3 separate regions of the Zea mays genome follow, and regions 2 and 3 are each linked to region 1. A link is a contact called in public Hi-C data. All regions are on one chromosome and are shown on one strand. The core of a region is the stretch at or near the end of the contact, and the rest is flanking DNA. Distances in the headings are between cores, read along the strand shown. Region 1 holds the start of LOC100274144. Region 2 holds the start of LOC103647494 (serine carboxypeptidase 1). Region 3 holds the start of LOC103634599.

The links. A called contact is a pair of places that touch in the nucleus more often than the background predicts.
Region 2: a Hi-C map of leaf mesophyll shows a contact between it and region 1, with 2.9 times the contacts expected there. The contact joins the promoter of LOC103647494 here to the promoter of LOC100274144 in region 1. A contact is called at or near these places in 7 of 25 Hi-C or Micro-C datasets (ear, endosperm, leaf and 3 more).
Region 3: a Hi-C map of tassel shows a contact between it and region 1, with 8 times the contacts expected there. The contact joins the promoter of LOC103634599 here to the promoter of LOC100274144 in region 1. A contact is called at or near these places in 15 of 25 Hi-C or Micro-C datasets (bundle sheath, ear, endosperm and 5 more).

Annotation. Positions count from the first base shown.
Region 1 is chr2:192,292,407-192,297,417 of Zm-B73-REFERENCE-NAM-5.0, reverse strand. LOC100274144 reads right to left here and starts at 2,688. Exons shown (of 2, transcript NM_001359714.1): 1 at 2,355-2,688; 2 at 1,618-2,235. The coding sequence starts at 2,495. The coding sequence ends at 1,732. LOC100272439 (carbonic anhydrase) reads left to right here. Exons shown (of 9, transcript NM_001359716.1): 6 at 1-22; 7 at 141-223; 8 at 325-430; 9 at 815-1,563. The coding sequence ends at 1,012.
Region 2 is chr2:192,069,744-192,074,754 of Zm-B73-REFERENCE-NAM-5.0, reverse strand. It overlaps LOC103647494 (serine carboxypeptidase 1), which reads left to right and starts at 2,170. Exons shown (of 8, transcript XM_035965419.1): 1 at 2,170-2,578; 2 at 2,717-2,821; 3 at 2,948-3,225; 4 at 3,334-3,579; 5 at 3,677-3,794; 6 at 3,881-3,965; 7 at 4,098-4,206; 8 at 4,330-5,011. The coding sequence starts at 2,170. The coding sequence ends at 4,485.
Region 3 is chr2:192,519,378-192,524,388 of Zm-B73-REFERENCE-NAM-5.0, reverse strand. LOC103634599 reads right to left here and starts at 2,092. Exons shown (of 6, transcript XM_020548511.3): 1 at 1,617-2,092; 2 at 607-697; 3 at 295-449; 4 at 152-179; 5 at 1-58. The coding sequence starts at 1,895.

The DNA of each region.
Region 1 (5,011 bases), core at 1,439-3,938:
GTTTGCTATCAATACACTCGAGGTATAAGTTTACTGTGTGTTTCATTAATGATTTGTTTCTTTTATCCTATTTATTCCTTTTTTGCTGAAGTAACATAAAAGCATTCTTGAGACTGGCACATTTGCCTTCATTTGCTCAGGTAGAGAATGTACTGGTGGTAGGCCACAGTAGGTGTGGGGGCATCCAGGCACTAATGAGCATGAAAGATGATTCAACGTCCGGGTAAAAGTTCTAGCCATTTCTTCATTACATGTTCTTTTGTTGTCCGTTTAGACTTTAGACTAGTCTCTGAATTTCTGATTTCATTTATTTTATCGACACAGAAGCTTCATTAAAAACTGGGTTTCAATTGGGAAGAGCGCAAGGTTAAGCACAAGAGCTGCAGCTGGAAATTTGAGTTTTGACATGCAGTGCAAACATTGTGAAAAGGTGATTCTTGGGTGATGTGTGATCACGAGCCTTAACTTTTACAAAAATATTGCCTAATGTAGTGCACAGGATCAATCAATTCCATGGCTTTCACTAATTCAGATTCATCTCAAGATCTTGCCTGCTCATCCTATTGTTCTTCCCTGTTCATAGTCTTTATCTATACTAGGGTTAGATATGGATGTCTCGTACTAGTTATACAATTCAAATTTATCTTGGCAAATATGTTGGTTTTCTTTTGTTCAAGGTTTATGTAGTCATAGTATGATATTACTAAGCACAACCACTCACGGTGTCTGACATGTATTGATTTCTTTTTTTTGTTACAGGAGTCAATAAATAGCTCGGTGTCTGACATGTATTGATTTCTTCCTTTTGTTACAGGAATCAATAAATAGCTCTCTGTTGAACTTGTTAACATACCCATGGATAGAGAAGAGGGTGAATGAAGGTACTTTGAATCTCCACGGAGGCTACTACAACTTCGTTGATTGCACATTTGAGAAATGGACATTATTGTACCGTGAAGGGTTGGAAGGTGGAAGCAAGTACGCTATAAAGAATAGGTCCACCTGGTCTTGACCAATGAAGGCCTCATTTACTTGGGTAAATTTCACTCTGCGCCCTGCAGTTAAGCATGGTTTTGCTTTGCCACTACGCTGTGCATTTCCGTCGCACCTTTGCTCCATTGTGGTATTGATGTCCTGCAGAAGCGAGTCCCTGTATCAAATAACTGTGTCCATTGCGATGCATGGCACTATGGCACTAGCATGTCAGCTTGCTGTAGTATTGCATACTCACGGGCAGGTGCATCGGCATTGTAGTTGTAGCAGCTATTGTTTGATACGTACAGGAACTCTCCACTGTGGAAGCACAAAGCCACAATGGAGTGAGGTGCGACGCAATGAACAATATGGTGGCAAAGTGAAAGTCTGTGGAACTACCGGGGGGCAAAGTGGATTTTGTGCAACTATTTGTGTGTCGTTTTCCGGTTGATACCATTGAGAAAATACGAATAAGTTACAGGATCAGTCATAGTGCATGTAATTGTCGCCACATTTGGCGTTACCTTGTTATTGTAATTGTAACATTTGTACCATTTGTTGTATCATTATAACTGTGAGATACAATACAAATATTATACGGTCTCGGCAAATTTGCTTGATGACAGTGTTGTTCGTTCGGAAGAGTCGGCAATGCAAATTCTGTGATATTCCACATGTTCCAACTAAAAAAGTACGAGTAGCACCATGGGAGACATGTCACACAGTACCCCTTCCCTTCCGTCTCCCATCACTCCATCAGTCAGTCACTTCTACGGCGCCACTGTCGTAAACCCTAGCGAGGTGCGCCGAGAAGCGCTGCCTCTTGTAGCACTCGGCGCCGAGCATCTCCTCCCGGCTGAGCAGCACGGCCCGGAGCGCCGCCTGCAGCGCTGGCCGTGACGACGTCGACGTTCCCTCGCCATCGTGGTGCCGCCCGCCGACGTCCAGCTCCAGGACGCTCCGCGTCCTCCCGCCGACGGTGGCTATCTCCGCGCGCACGGCCCTCGCGCTGACGGACCGCACGGCGCGGCCCAGCTCGGACATGAGCCCCGGGCGGTCGGCGCAGCACACCCACGCCCTGACGCGCCTGGCGGCCCTCTCCCCGCCGTGGCAGAAGCGGTGCTGGTGGCCCTCCTCGACGCCGACCTCGTCGCCTTCCCCCGGGACGGCCACTGCCGCGCCCGCCGCCGCGGCGTCCGCCTCGCCCCGCAGCTCCCGCACGTGCCGCACCACCTCCCCTAGCAGCGCCGCCTTGTCCATCTGCATGATTAATTCGTACACGCACACGTACGTAACCGTGTTCGCTATCGAGTTCGATGATGAACTGCCACGTACGGTCAGCTCCTGAAGAGCAAGGACGTGACGTCAGTCTTACGTACCCGCGACGCCGCAGGGAGGAGGGTGCGGAGCGTGGCGAGGTGGGCGTTGATGCGCTGCCGCCGCTTCCGCTCCGCCTCGCTGTGGCTTCTGCCCGTCCCGCTCCGCGTCGTTGCTGCCAGCGGTGAGCACTCCCGGTCCATCGCCACCTCCGCTGCTTCGTCAATCCCGACAGGCACCACCGTGTTGCTTGAGCCTTTAGCTGTTTCTTTCTTTTTTTTTGAAAGGAAGAGAGGCGGGAAGCCGATGGCTTGCGAAGTCGCGAGTACGTGCGAAGCTGCGAACACGGCAACAGCCAACAAGCTAGCTAGCTCACACGTCTGGCTAGCTCTCGATCGTTTCCGGCCGGGTGCCGGACTGCCGATCGATCGAGCTGTTAAATAAGGGAGGCCCCCCGCGGCTGCCGACACGGCTTGGCTGCGACTGCGAGCCGCGGCGGAGGCGCCGGCACACGGCAGCGTTGGCGCATCGGTCTGCGGCGCGGTCGGGTCGGGAGGAGGAAAAGTTGCATGCGGTCGCCGTCGGTTTCACGACTTTTCTCGCCTCGCTGGACGAAAGGCGATCGGCCGGCAGCGGCGACTGCAGCGGCTTCACGTCTGTCTGTCGCCGAGGCAAGTAAAGCTCCCTGGTGTGTGTGTGTGTGTGTGTGGCAGCCCGAGTTCCCGCTGTGATCGCTGCTCTCGTCTCGCCACGGACCTTTGCATAGCGTGGTTTGCCGGAAGCAGCGCAGCGAAAAAAACGTCGGCCGACACGGCGCTGCGCCGCGACAGTTGCTCCATTGTTTTTTTCCTGATCGTGGTAAACGACCGTCTGATGCGATTGTCGGCTCTCGGAGCATGCCACCGTGCTGTTTTCTGTGCGATTGACCGGTCTTTATGCAAGCAGCGCCATTTTCTGTGCGATGTATCTCTGTGATTTGCCGTCTGTCCGTCCATTAGCTAGTGCGGCACAAGGCAGTTAGGCTGGCTCGCCGGTACGGATAAACGGGCGTGCAAACGCTCTTGTGCGTCGTAGACAGCGTGGTGTTCAAAATTAATAGACGTTTACTCACGCCATCAAGAATTAGTTCTGTAATTAAAGACTGCATTTAATACTTATAATAAGCATTCAAACATCCTATGATAAACTTTACTGTAGTCCTAGAATCAAACGCTCTGTCACCACGAGTCCAGCGGCCGTCGTTGCCAATGAGTAAATGACCTACCGAGCGTACTCCTACGTTAGCTCTGTTCTTGCTGGCCTGGCTTGCGTGCGCTCCGCGAAGGCCAAGTAGGCAAGTACTGCTGCACGAAAACGGGTCCCGTCCGTGCAAAGAGGCAAAGAGCACTGCTTGGCGTAAATCCCCAACAGTGGTCAAACCTCCTTGAGCTAGCTTTTTTTTTTTTTGCCGTTGCTTCTTCCCAAGATCCAGTAAAATGTCGAGGCCAGCTTTTTCACCCCCGGCCGGCAAAACGACGAGCAAAAAACGGTGCGGACGACAAGAGACGACCACTAGTACTCGCTTTCACCGTGTCCTCCATGCCTCCTCCCCCCCGCCCCGACGCACTGTATCTGTAACAACGATCGAGCGCCCCGGCCGCTTTAGGTTTACAGAAAGCGCGAGCGGCCAAGCGAGTGGAGTGGAGTGACGAAAGTGGGGGTGAAAAGTTTGCTAGCACTACACCACGCCAGCAGAACACACCACATGATGACGATGATGATGATGTGTACAGTGTGGCCTCGCGTCTCCGGCGGTCTTGGCCTTGGGGCATCGTCGGGCGGCATCGTGCGCGCATCTCGAGACGCAACCGGCAGGAAGCTGGCAGGGACATCGTGCACGTACGTGAGGGGGACACGGACGCCTGGCCCTTGAATCCCTTTTGCTCCGTCTTGGGCTGGCATGCAGTGTACGTAACCAACAGGCAACAAGGGGGGTGTGCGGCACCGCAATGCTGCTGCCGTCAATGGCGTGCAGTGCAGGGGGTCCTCTGCGGAGGAGGCATCGCGTCATTGCTTGCTTGCCGACAGGCCCGGGGTGGTAGCTAGCGGGTACGGAGTACGTCGTCGTTCGTTCGTCGGTCGTCGCAGGCATCGATCGCGTCCGTCGGTCGTCGGAGGAGACAGCCTCTGGGGGACGTCGGGTCCCGCCACAACGAATCATCGGCGAGTCGGCTGTCGGCGTCCCACGTCGTTGGGGGTCCGGCCGATTGATCGTCGGCTTGCCATGAACTGCGGGCTGCTGCTGATGGCCTGGTCCTGGCGGGAGGTCTTGGAGCACCCCTAATTAAGGCACATCACATGAGCCTATTAGCCTGGTCGGCGTCTGAGACAAGAAGCTCGTCAGAGTTAGGGTTCCGGAGTTAGGAGATAATATATACCCACCCTACCGGCGGCTGTAGGAAAGGGTTTAAGGACGGTGATCTTGTAGTGACACGATAGTGGTGGCTGTCGAGTTAGCTGTAGGACAAAGAGGCGGAGACGCCGCCCACGGGGTGACATGAGGACGTTGCGGCGAACTGAGCGCCGGCTACCCTGCGATTCGGAGAGGACGGGATCGACGGGGACGTGGAGGCGGGGGGTTTCGTGAAGCAGAGGAGTGCATTACACGAGGAAGAAGAAGGGTTAACGTGCGTCGTCCTTCGAGCATCGCAGCACGGCAGAGCGGTTCTACAAGTACGTA
Region 2 (5,011 bases), core at 921-3,420, 220 kb after region 1:
CACCATACACAGACCAAATAAGAGAAAGTTTGTGAGCTCAAGTTTCTAAAATAAGTCACATAAACTCAAACTTATAAAAAAGGTAGATCAAAATATGGAGTGATTGCTAAAGTCAGCCATTAATAAAAACTGGAAGCGCTCCATATAAATTATGCTACTTTGTAGCAATTACTAACGTTTAAAACCAACAAATAACCTTTCATTTTTCTGTTAGTGTGACAAATCATTGTTCCTCCATCCAATTCAGTAACCTCAAATACCATAGAGTCCATTGCGCCAATGTGGTCTCATAAACGACCTAATTCTTGCAAGAGCCAAGAACGCCGTGCCGTGTTTGGGCTGTAGCCTCAGCCTGTAGTGCTGGTCCGGCCTGACACGATTATATATTTTTTATTTTAAAAAAACGTATATACACATATATAATTTATATTCAATATTAAAAACATCTGAGCATGGTGTTCTATTGGTTAGACAACTTTATCTAGTGTCTCCTGCCCTTCTTTCATTAGGACATGGGTTCGAATAGGGGTGGAAACGAGCCGAGCCGAGCCAGGCTCGGCTCGGCTCGGTACGGCTCGGTGTTGTGACGAGCCGAGCCTGGCTCGGCTCAATTATCTGACGAGCTTGAGAAACTGGCTCGGCTCGGCTCGACGGAGGCTCGCGAGCTGGCTCGAGCCGGCTCGCGAGCCTGCTACGCCCACCGTACAGTGCCTGCAGTATGCAGAGGGTGAAGGCCGAGCGTCGCGCGACTGCCGTGCCGACAACACTGTAGAGGGCAGAGGCCGGAGGTGTTGGGGCTCGGGGTCGGTGGGCCGTCCAGGAGACGACATCGAGCAGTCGGAGTCGGGGGTCGGCCACCGCCCGTCGGTGCTCGCCTGCTCGGCTACGGTAGGAAGCAAGAATGAGAGAGGTCGGGGACTTGGTGTCGAGCAGTTGGGGTCGGCCACCACCGGCCGGCGGCGACAGGACGCAAGACTTGGCGGGCGGCAGGAAGCAAGAGCAAGAGAGAAGCTCGGCGGCGCAGGAAGCAAGAGAGAGACGCTCGGCGGCGCAGGACGCGAGAGATAGACGCTCGGCAGCTGTAGGAAGCAAGACGCGGTGGGGCACGGTAGGTCTGCTGCTTGGCTCTCAATTCGGCCAGCGGAGGGCATTGGGCCTTAGTGACTGACTGGCTTTCGAAATTGGGCTGGGCGGCTGACAGGCCCGTTCGGCCGGGCATGTTCCAATCCAGGTGGCCGGCTCGCGAGCGACTTGCGAGCTCGCACGAGCTGGCTCGGCTCGGCTCGGTCGTTTCCCGAGCTGAAAAATGCGGCTCGGCTCGGCTCGACAGAGGCTCGCGAGCCGACCCGAGCCGACCCGAGCCTGGCCGAGCTCGAGCCAGCTCGTCGAGCCCGAGCTTTTTTCCCAGCCCTAGGTTCGAACCCCATCTCTTGCACCATTTTTAACATTTTACGCTGATTTAATCAAATGGACCGACGGGTTGGTCCGACACAGTCAGCAGACTGTGGCCCGCGGGCGTCTGGTCCACCGTTTGGCTATCTATAGGCGTGCAACGGATTAATTTGAAATAGCTGTGAGGGGTTATTTGTAGACGACTGTTTAAACTGGTGCTTTAAGTATAGTATAGATATAGATATCATTATCTGGCATTCTTAAAATATTATGAGGCCAAATTTAAAGTTACTAACAGGATGACTTCACCTAACTTATTTAGGGCGAAAAATATTTCGACCGAAAGGACTGAGCGAAGCAAGATGAAGCTTTATTCTTTTTGCTAGCGTGTCCAGAAATTCGCCAAAAGCCGTGACGCAAAATCCAATGGATGACGTAAGCTTGGGCGTGCATTCTGAGAGATTTCACCTCGGCCTATGCAAATCTTATGTTTTCTGCGACGGCTGGCTTGACTGTATTCTTTAACGGTGCAGGTAAGATCGCAATTTACGCCTAGTTACATGATCCCGACGGGTAAACTCAAATCAACCATGGACAATGACTCCTTAATGAAAAGCTCTTCTCGGAGAATCCAGAGCACCTTTGGAGAATCCGAGTGGCATTTCTATGCGTCGGTAATAATCTTAGCTTGTTTCTGAGTACACCTATAAAGAACACATCAGGACCACGCCAACACCAGCACAACGCCCTCACGGCATTTCTCATTCGGCAAAGATGATGATGAGGACGAACACTCTCTTCCTCCTCTCGCTCGCCATTCTCCTGGGCACATCGCTCGCCGTCACCGATGTGTCGCAGGAGGCCCAGCTCAGCAAGTTCATGACGACCAGGGCCTTGAAACGGCTGACGACGAAGAGGCCCAGGGTGAACGGGCCCGAGGAAACCGACCCATGGGCCGACCCTAGCGCCTTCGCCCACCTGGCCGAACGCTGCAAGGGCCCGCCAAGCGGCAGCAAGGAGGCCGACAGGGTCCTGGGGCTGCCGGGCCAGCCGCCGCGCGTCAACTTCCGGCAGTACTCCGGGTACGTGACGGTGAACGAGGAGCACGGCCGCGAGCTGTTCTACTACTTCGTGGAGTCCCCCCACGACGCCGCCTCTAAGCCGCTCATCCTGTGGCTCAACGGAGGTAAAATTGATCGAACACGGCCGGGGTCGTCCTACTCCAGCATATACATATATATAGCTCTCGTCCAGGGACGACGACGACGACTTGTCTCACCGGCCGCCGTTTCCTGGACGTACTACGCGTGTACGTGCGCTGCAGGGCCAGGATGCTCGTCGCTGGGATTCGGGGCCATGAAGGAGCTCGGCCCCTTCCGCGTCAACCCCGACGGCACCCTGAGAAGGAACAAGCACTCATGGAACAACCGTACGTGAAGCGATCTTGTTTTATTTGTTGGCGGCGCCGCACGTACGTAGCATAGACCATGCATGGTAGTGTTTGGCAGCGTGGACTGACGAGACTGGATGTATATCACGGCGTGCTTTCTGGCAGTGGCTAACGTGATCTTCCTGGAGTCGCCGGCGGGCGTCGGGTTCTCCTTCTCGAGGAACGCCACCGACTACGACACGGTCGGCGACAGGCGGACCGCCGAGGACACGTACGTGTTCCTCGCCAAGTGGCTGGACAGGTTCCCGGAGTACAAGGGCCGCGCCTTCTACGTCACCGGCGAGAGCTACGGCGGGCACTACGTCCCGGAGCTCGCCACCGTCATCCTGTACATGAACCGCTTCCCGGACTTGCTGACTCCCATCAACCTCCAAGGCATCTTCGTGAGTGCTGCTTATTATTAGCCAGAGTTCCCGGCCTTCACCGTCTGTCTGCGTGTGTGCATATATGTTTCCGTACGTCGATCTGAACCGGCGATCTCGTTGTTATAGTTCGGCAACCCGTTGCTCGACGATTACCTGAACGGGAAGGGGGAGCTGGAGTTCCTCTGGAGCCACGGCGTGATCTCCGACGAGGTGTGGGCGCGGATCCTCGCCAACTGCACCTTCACCCCCTCCGACGACTGGCCGTGCTTCGTGGCGGCGCACTCGTTCCAGAGAGGGAACATCGACAAGTACGACATCTACGCGCCGGTGTGCCTGCAGTCTGACAACGGCACCTATTACTCCAGCAGCCACGTACGTGACCCTCTTCACCCTCTGCAATACAATCCGCCACGCAAAACCTCGATGGGTCTCGCGTGCTGAGGATTGGGATTTCTGGTCTGTTTGTCAGTCGCTGCCCGGCTACGACCCCTGCAGCTACTACTACATCGAGCCCTACCTTAACAACCACGCGGTGAAGCAAGCTCTGCACGCTCGGGTGGACACCAACTGGACAGGCTGCAGGTAAAGTGCCGTGCCGACCTGAATGTATTTGTATTCTCAGCACTGTCTCTGATGCCTATATATCTACTCTTTGGGTTTGGATCCAGTGAAGATTTGGCGTGGAACGACGCCCCCGAGTTCATGGTGCCAATCATCAAAAGGCTGATCAACGAAGGGCTCAAAGTATGGATATACAGGTACTGACTCTTTGCCTTCAGTTCTGAAAAGAAAACATGACAGTTCTAAGTTCCGCCAACCAGAAAGCAGAAGCGCATAACCACTTTCCCCCCCCCCCCCCCCCCCCCCTCTCCCCCGATACTGTTCTGCAGCGGCGATTTTGATTCCGTGTGCTCGATCACCGCAACGCGGTTCTCTGTCAATGACCTCAACCTGACCGTCACCACGAAGTGGCGCCCCTGGTACACTCCTGACAGCGAGGTAAGAAGGTTATTCAGAACAGGGAGAAAAAAAAAAGATAGATAGATAGAAACAGTTTCGATTCAGATAGATAGAAATAGTTTCGATCCAGATGTAATTTGGGATGGCAACGGACGTACGCAGGTAGGAGGCTATGTTCAGCAGTACAAAGAAGGCTTTACTTTCGCGTCAGTAAGGGCAGCTGGCCACTTGGTCCCTACTATCCAGCCGAAGAGGTCACTCGTTCTGCTCTACGCTTTCCTGAAGAACATGCTCCCTCCTGCTGACATCTCGAACTGAACAACTGATGAGCATTCGCATTTGCACTTCTGGCTCCGTCTGGGATGATTGATCAGGATCAGGTCCCTCCTTTTTTTTTACTTGATTACACAATGTCTCGTTGCGTAGAAGGACGTACGCTGAGAAGCTCTGTAATGGGTGCCCAGTTGGTGTTCATCCCAAAAAACGAATAAAGAGAATTTTACAGCCTTCCTTTTGCTGCATGATAATCCTAGAATTACAGTCGTAGCGTTTTGGCCTAAAGTTTGTGGCGAGCGAGATGAATTGTAAAAATGCAACTTTTGATGGCTAACTATTAACTCTAGTAAATTCAAACACATTGTGGCGTGTGTGGTCGTGGGGGTCATCTCTAGTGTTGGCATCAAATGAATGAATCCTACTGCGAGGAACCTTCGTTCTCAGCAATGGCAGCTACATACTGCTTTCTACAAGATTAATCCAAACTGATACCTGGATACCAGTATGACCGATCGTATAAACTAGTGATCTCGATCGTCTGGCCGTACGCGAACGCTATCACGATGGT
Region 3 (5,011 bases), core at 843-3,342, 230 kb before region 1:
TCCCATGCCTTCCGGATTTTACTTTTCTTCTTTTCAGCTGAAAACGTCTTCCTAAGCACTGGAATATGAACAGTCAAAAAGTTTAACATCAGAATATCCAATAAAAAAATTCATTTCACCGTTCCTCTTAATTGAGGGAAGAAAAAGAAACCTTTTTGAAGTTGATCAGGGGGCAGGTCCTGCATAGACATGAAATTCACACATTAAATATGTAAAGCACCTCTCATACAAGATGCAGAGACATGAAACGCCTCGCTCAGCATGATGATCTCATCAAGTGAAGAAAACAGCTACCTTGGTCTTTTTAATTGACACCAAGCATGCAGCCATAAAGGAAGTCATCCCATCAACCACATCCTCCTGCTTAACCAGTACATATCCATCATCTGAGCCACCATCTTCCCATAAATCCACTGACGTTATTATATCCCATGATGTATCAGGTTCAACTGTGCCAAAGAACAGAGAAGTTTTCGAAGTACAGTGGTTAGTATTTTCAAGAAAAAATAGAGCGAAAGGAACATATCTGAGTTCATATCGGGTCATTTTTACCATCTGCTGTGTACTTTTTATAGTAGTAATGTATTCAATCCAGTGGCAGCTTACCTGCACCATTCTGACCTACTGACTTCTGAATACCATTGAGCTTTTGAAGGAACTCGAGCGATCCAACCTTAGATTTAAGAAGATCACACATCTGCTAGGTAAAAGCAGGTTGTTTTAGTTGTAGGGCAGCGAAAATTCGGTAATCTACTTCGCCACTCCAAAGAGATTTCCATAAGGACCATGGCAATGAGACTGCTCAGCCCACATTCCAGATAGGAAGCTGGAAATACATATTAGGGATACTGGCATACTGCAGACATGACTTGGCCTAAACTAACAACAAACTGTTCTCACAACATCTTGGAAAGATCTATTTACAACAATCAGGAGTCGTTCGAATATCTGATTTTATACCACTATTTTGGCACCCAGCACTGTCCGCTTGACTTTAATCCGTATCGGTTTCTACTACTTCTACAATGTTTTTGTCTCTATAGATTGCAGCTGCAGCAGTCCAAACAGTCGGCTTTAATCCGAAGCAAGACATCACTGGCATAGCAGATAACAAATGTAGTCACCAAAGTCAACTAAATGATAAATCAGCATCATACTGGCAGTAATGGAAGTATACACATAATACTTTCTACACAGAAAGCTACTAATGACAGATACCTTTTTAGTCTCACCACAGCACAGAAACAGTGATTACAGTACTGAAGTAATTTCAAACTACCAATCCAACTTAGGTGTTGTTTGTTTGAGATTATATAATCTAACTTATTTCATTTAGTTTAAAATAAGTTAGTCTGAACAAACAGGCTCTTAGGTCCTCACGTATTTATCAAGCACTTAGTTTCAATTTGTAGTGGCCAAAAATAAATTGTAGCTGATATCAATTCAATTACGCAATTTACTAATTCAGTTACGCCTATTGCAACGACTTATACGCAATTTACCGATTCAGTTACGCCTGTTGCAACGACTTATACTTCGGAAATCCAAATCCTAGTTCCCGGAACCCTCAACGTGCCCAGAAGAACTCGTGAGGGATCAGGACGCCTCCTGCTCACCTGGGCCGTCTCGTAATCGGAGTCACTCGCAACCGACGACGTCTCCGCCCCATATCCATTGGCACCGACATCGGCCTCGCGGTCCTCGCCCTCCGGCGGAGCTGCTGTGGTCTCCTCCGAGAGAGAGACGCCGAGATCGGCGTCGGCATCGCGCAGCATCTCAACCGCCCGCTGGACCTGCTCCAGTGCCTCCTTCAGCTCCCGCTTCCGCACCCTCCTTACCTCCGGCGACAACCGGCGCTCCACAGCCGGCGAGGAGGAGGTTGACGAGGGCTCCATCACGGGGACCGAACCCTGTAGCCGGCGACGGTGGCGACTATGGATTGGGATTCGGGATCCCGCGGCCTATACGAAGAAGTAGAAGATGATTGATCTGTTTGGCTAATCGTTGCGTAATAGCGTTGGATTGGCGTGTAGCTTGAAAAAGCAGCCAAGTGGGCCCGTGCCGTGGGTATCGCCTGTCGGTTAAGGCTTTCTTAGGCAACACAATATTTCTTTTTAATCCCAAGACAATACAATGATATCTTATCATATTATGATATTTTAGATTAAGAGCACGTTTGTTTCCCTTTATTTTGAGAAATTAGAATCTAACTAATATAGTAAGCTATTTTTTAGAATATAATATTCCAAAACTTTCCAAATTGTATATATAAGCCTCACAAATTTATGAGGTAAAAGATGAAAATCAATTCTATAGATTTACATGCTACTTTTCTAATTTATAATTTATAGCATACTCTTCTACTTGTTTCTCTATAGTATATAACTCTCTCATATGATTATAATATGCAAATATATTAAATAGACAAATATATTAACTTAATTAATTTTTTCTAAATTATAATGATTAGAATGGAATTCAATTCCAATAAAATAAACGGGGCTTAAAAGACGTTTGTGAGTATATCTAAAAACTTTGTATTTTAAACCATGATTTTATTAATACCATAATTTTTTGGGGTTTTTTTTGTTTCAGGCCAAGTTTTTAGCTTGCGCCTAGCTATAGTCTTCTATTCTCTTGCACTTAGGGCTGGACGAAAAACTCGTAGCTCGTTAACTCGCTCGACTCGACTCGATAGTGGCTCGACTCGACTCGTTTATTATTTGTAACGAGTTGAGCTTGTGTTTCAACTCGCTATGATAACGAGCCAACTCGAGCTGGCTTGCGAGCTGACTCACGAGCCAAATGAGTTGGAGTAATTAGTCAAATCACAACAATCTCCGATCAAAATAGTTAAATCTTCTACTCTACTATAGTTAATCTTGTTCTTTGTTGAGTGTGGAACCTTAAGTTGCAAACTCTATTCTTTTTTCTAAATAGACCTCCTTCTTTTCTTTTGCTACATGTTTTTATATCCGTTCGTAGACACCAGACATGGTATTATCGAGCTGGCTCGCGAGCTAAAAGAGCCAGCTCGAGTCGGCAAACGAGTCGAGCCGAGTTGGATCTTTAGCTCGTTAACATAACGAGTCGAGCCGAGCCAGCTCGATATCCACCCCTACTTACACTACTACTGAAATATTTGTCTCCAAATAGGTGTTGGATTGTACTAATATTAAAAATACTATAATTATATTATAATATACAATAAATTGTGGTTTTAAAAACAGAGTTCTCAAATAGTTCCTAGGGCCGTTTTTATAGAAACTGTTAAAACTCTGATATTTGGCTTGACACGGGCATACCACATATGGCTCAAGGGTCGATGTTGTGACGAAGTTTAGATGGGCCTAACTCAACAACCTAACTGAGGTGGCCATTCTGAGTTTATGACGCGGGCTACAGGTCGACGCACGTTGTGGGCCAACAACGGTATTCCTCTAAATGGCCCGGAATCCAAACCAAGGCCTTCATCACAACTTTCGGTTAGTGATAGATTGAAGGGATTAAATCCCTCTCTATTTAAGTTTATCCCATCCAATCTTCTTTAACCTCTACAACTAGAGATAGCAATGGGTACCCGAATAGCCGACGGGTTTTATCTGATATGTAGGCAGGTATGTGACGATTTCTATACACGGGTATATTAATAGGCAACAACCTCTACTCGTTGGGTAGACAGGTACGGAACTACAGGTACGGGTGGATACTATCCATACCCGTATACCCCGTGGGTAAAATATACCCGTATCATACATATATTATTATCTAATAAAGTTCATCGTAGTGAAAACAAAACCTTTCTTCGGCTTTAAGTATCAAGTTATGTAATTCTATGGTTTGTTATATTTCAAGTTGAACTCAATTTTGTGCAATTATTTGACATTTTGAGTGATCGGAATATTAGAATCTAAGACCTTCTTAGCAGGTACAGTTTATCGGGTAAAATTACCTGCACGGGTACGTGTATAAGCAAGATTTTATACCCGCGAGCCTCCATCCCAAACACAACCGAAACATAAGGGGAGATAAATCCACCACAACTTTGTGACACTTCAGTTCAATGTGCTACACATAGGCTGTAGCCTCCATCCCAGCGCACACATGATTAAACGAGAGGTTGCCCCCATTCTTCAATATTTACTAGGTATATGCTCGTGCGTTGCCACAGAAAACACATAAAATCATTATATATGTGGTACCACAAATTAAACAAAGTGAAAAACATGAACTATTTATACACATGATACTGTAAATCAAACAACATATCATAACATGAGACTTCTCGATCTAAATTAGGTATATATAAAATTTACATGATCTTAACAACACAGTGTTTCAATACACTTAAGATTTTGAATGATAAAGGTCAATACAACAGACACCAACACTGCAAAAATTTAAAAAGAATAATAACAACTTTTATCAAAAGATAGACACAATAACCCAGCCACAACTATCCAAAAGGTTTAGAGCAGCAAATGAGCTTTGATCAAGTTAACTGTTGTGAACATGCGGTGTCTTTTTGCATAGTTACAAATTTAGAGCAGCAAATGACGGCGCTATATACAAGCAATTCCTGTGGTGTCAAGTAATTCTAATAAATGTAATTATTCACCATAGGATATAGGGACTTAAAAATACAAAACAGCTCTGCATCAGTTTACGCACCTTAAAGGGGGAGAGATGTAGGGGATCAGTGGTTGAATCTGTGGCAGAGGGCTCCAAAATCTGCAACTCAACTGGTCGCCTCCCCATTTGTTCTTGTTCTTTAATAGTTGTAGGTGGGCAGAGGTTGCCGAGGTCGATGCAGCGTCGTCGATGGAAGGTGAGCGACAACAATGGAAGGGGATGGAGGAGCGCGTTGATGGCGGGGATTGCGGAGCAGATGGGTAGGAGAGCCTCGACACCTTCCGTTGATGGCGGAAGGAGATTCTGTTGACAGCGTGGGGAGGAGGTGCGCGGTGTTGCCTGAAGGAGACTGGATCTGCGCGCACCATCGACAACATGG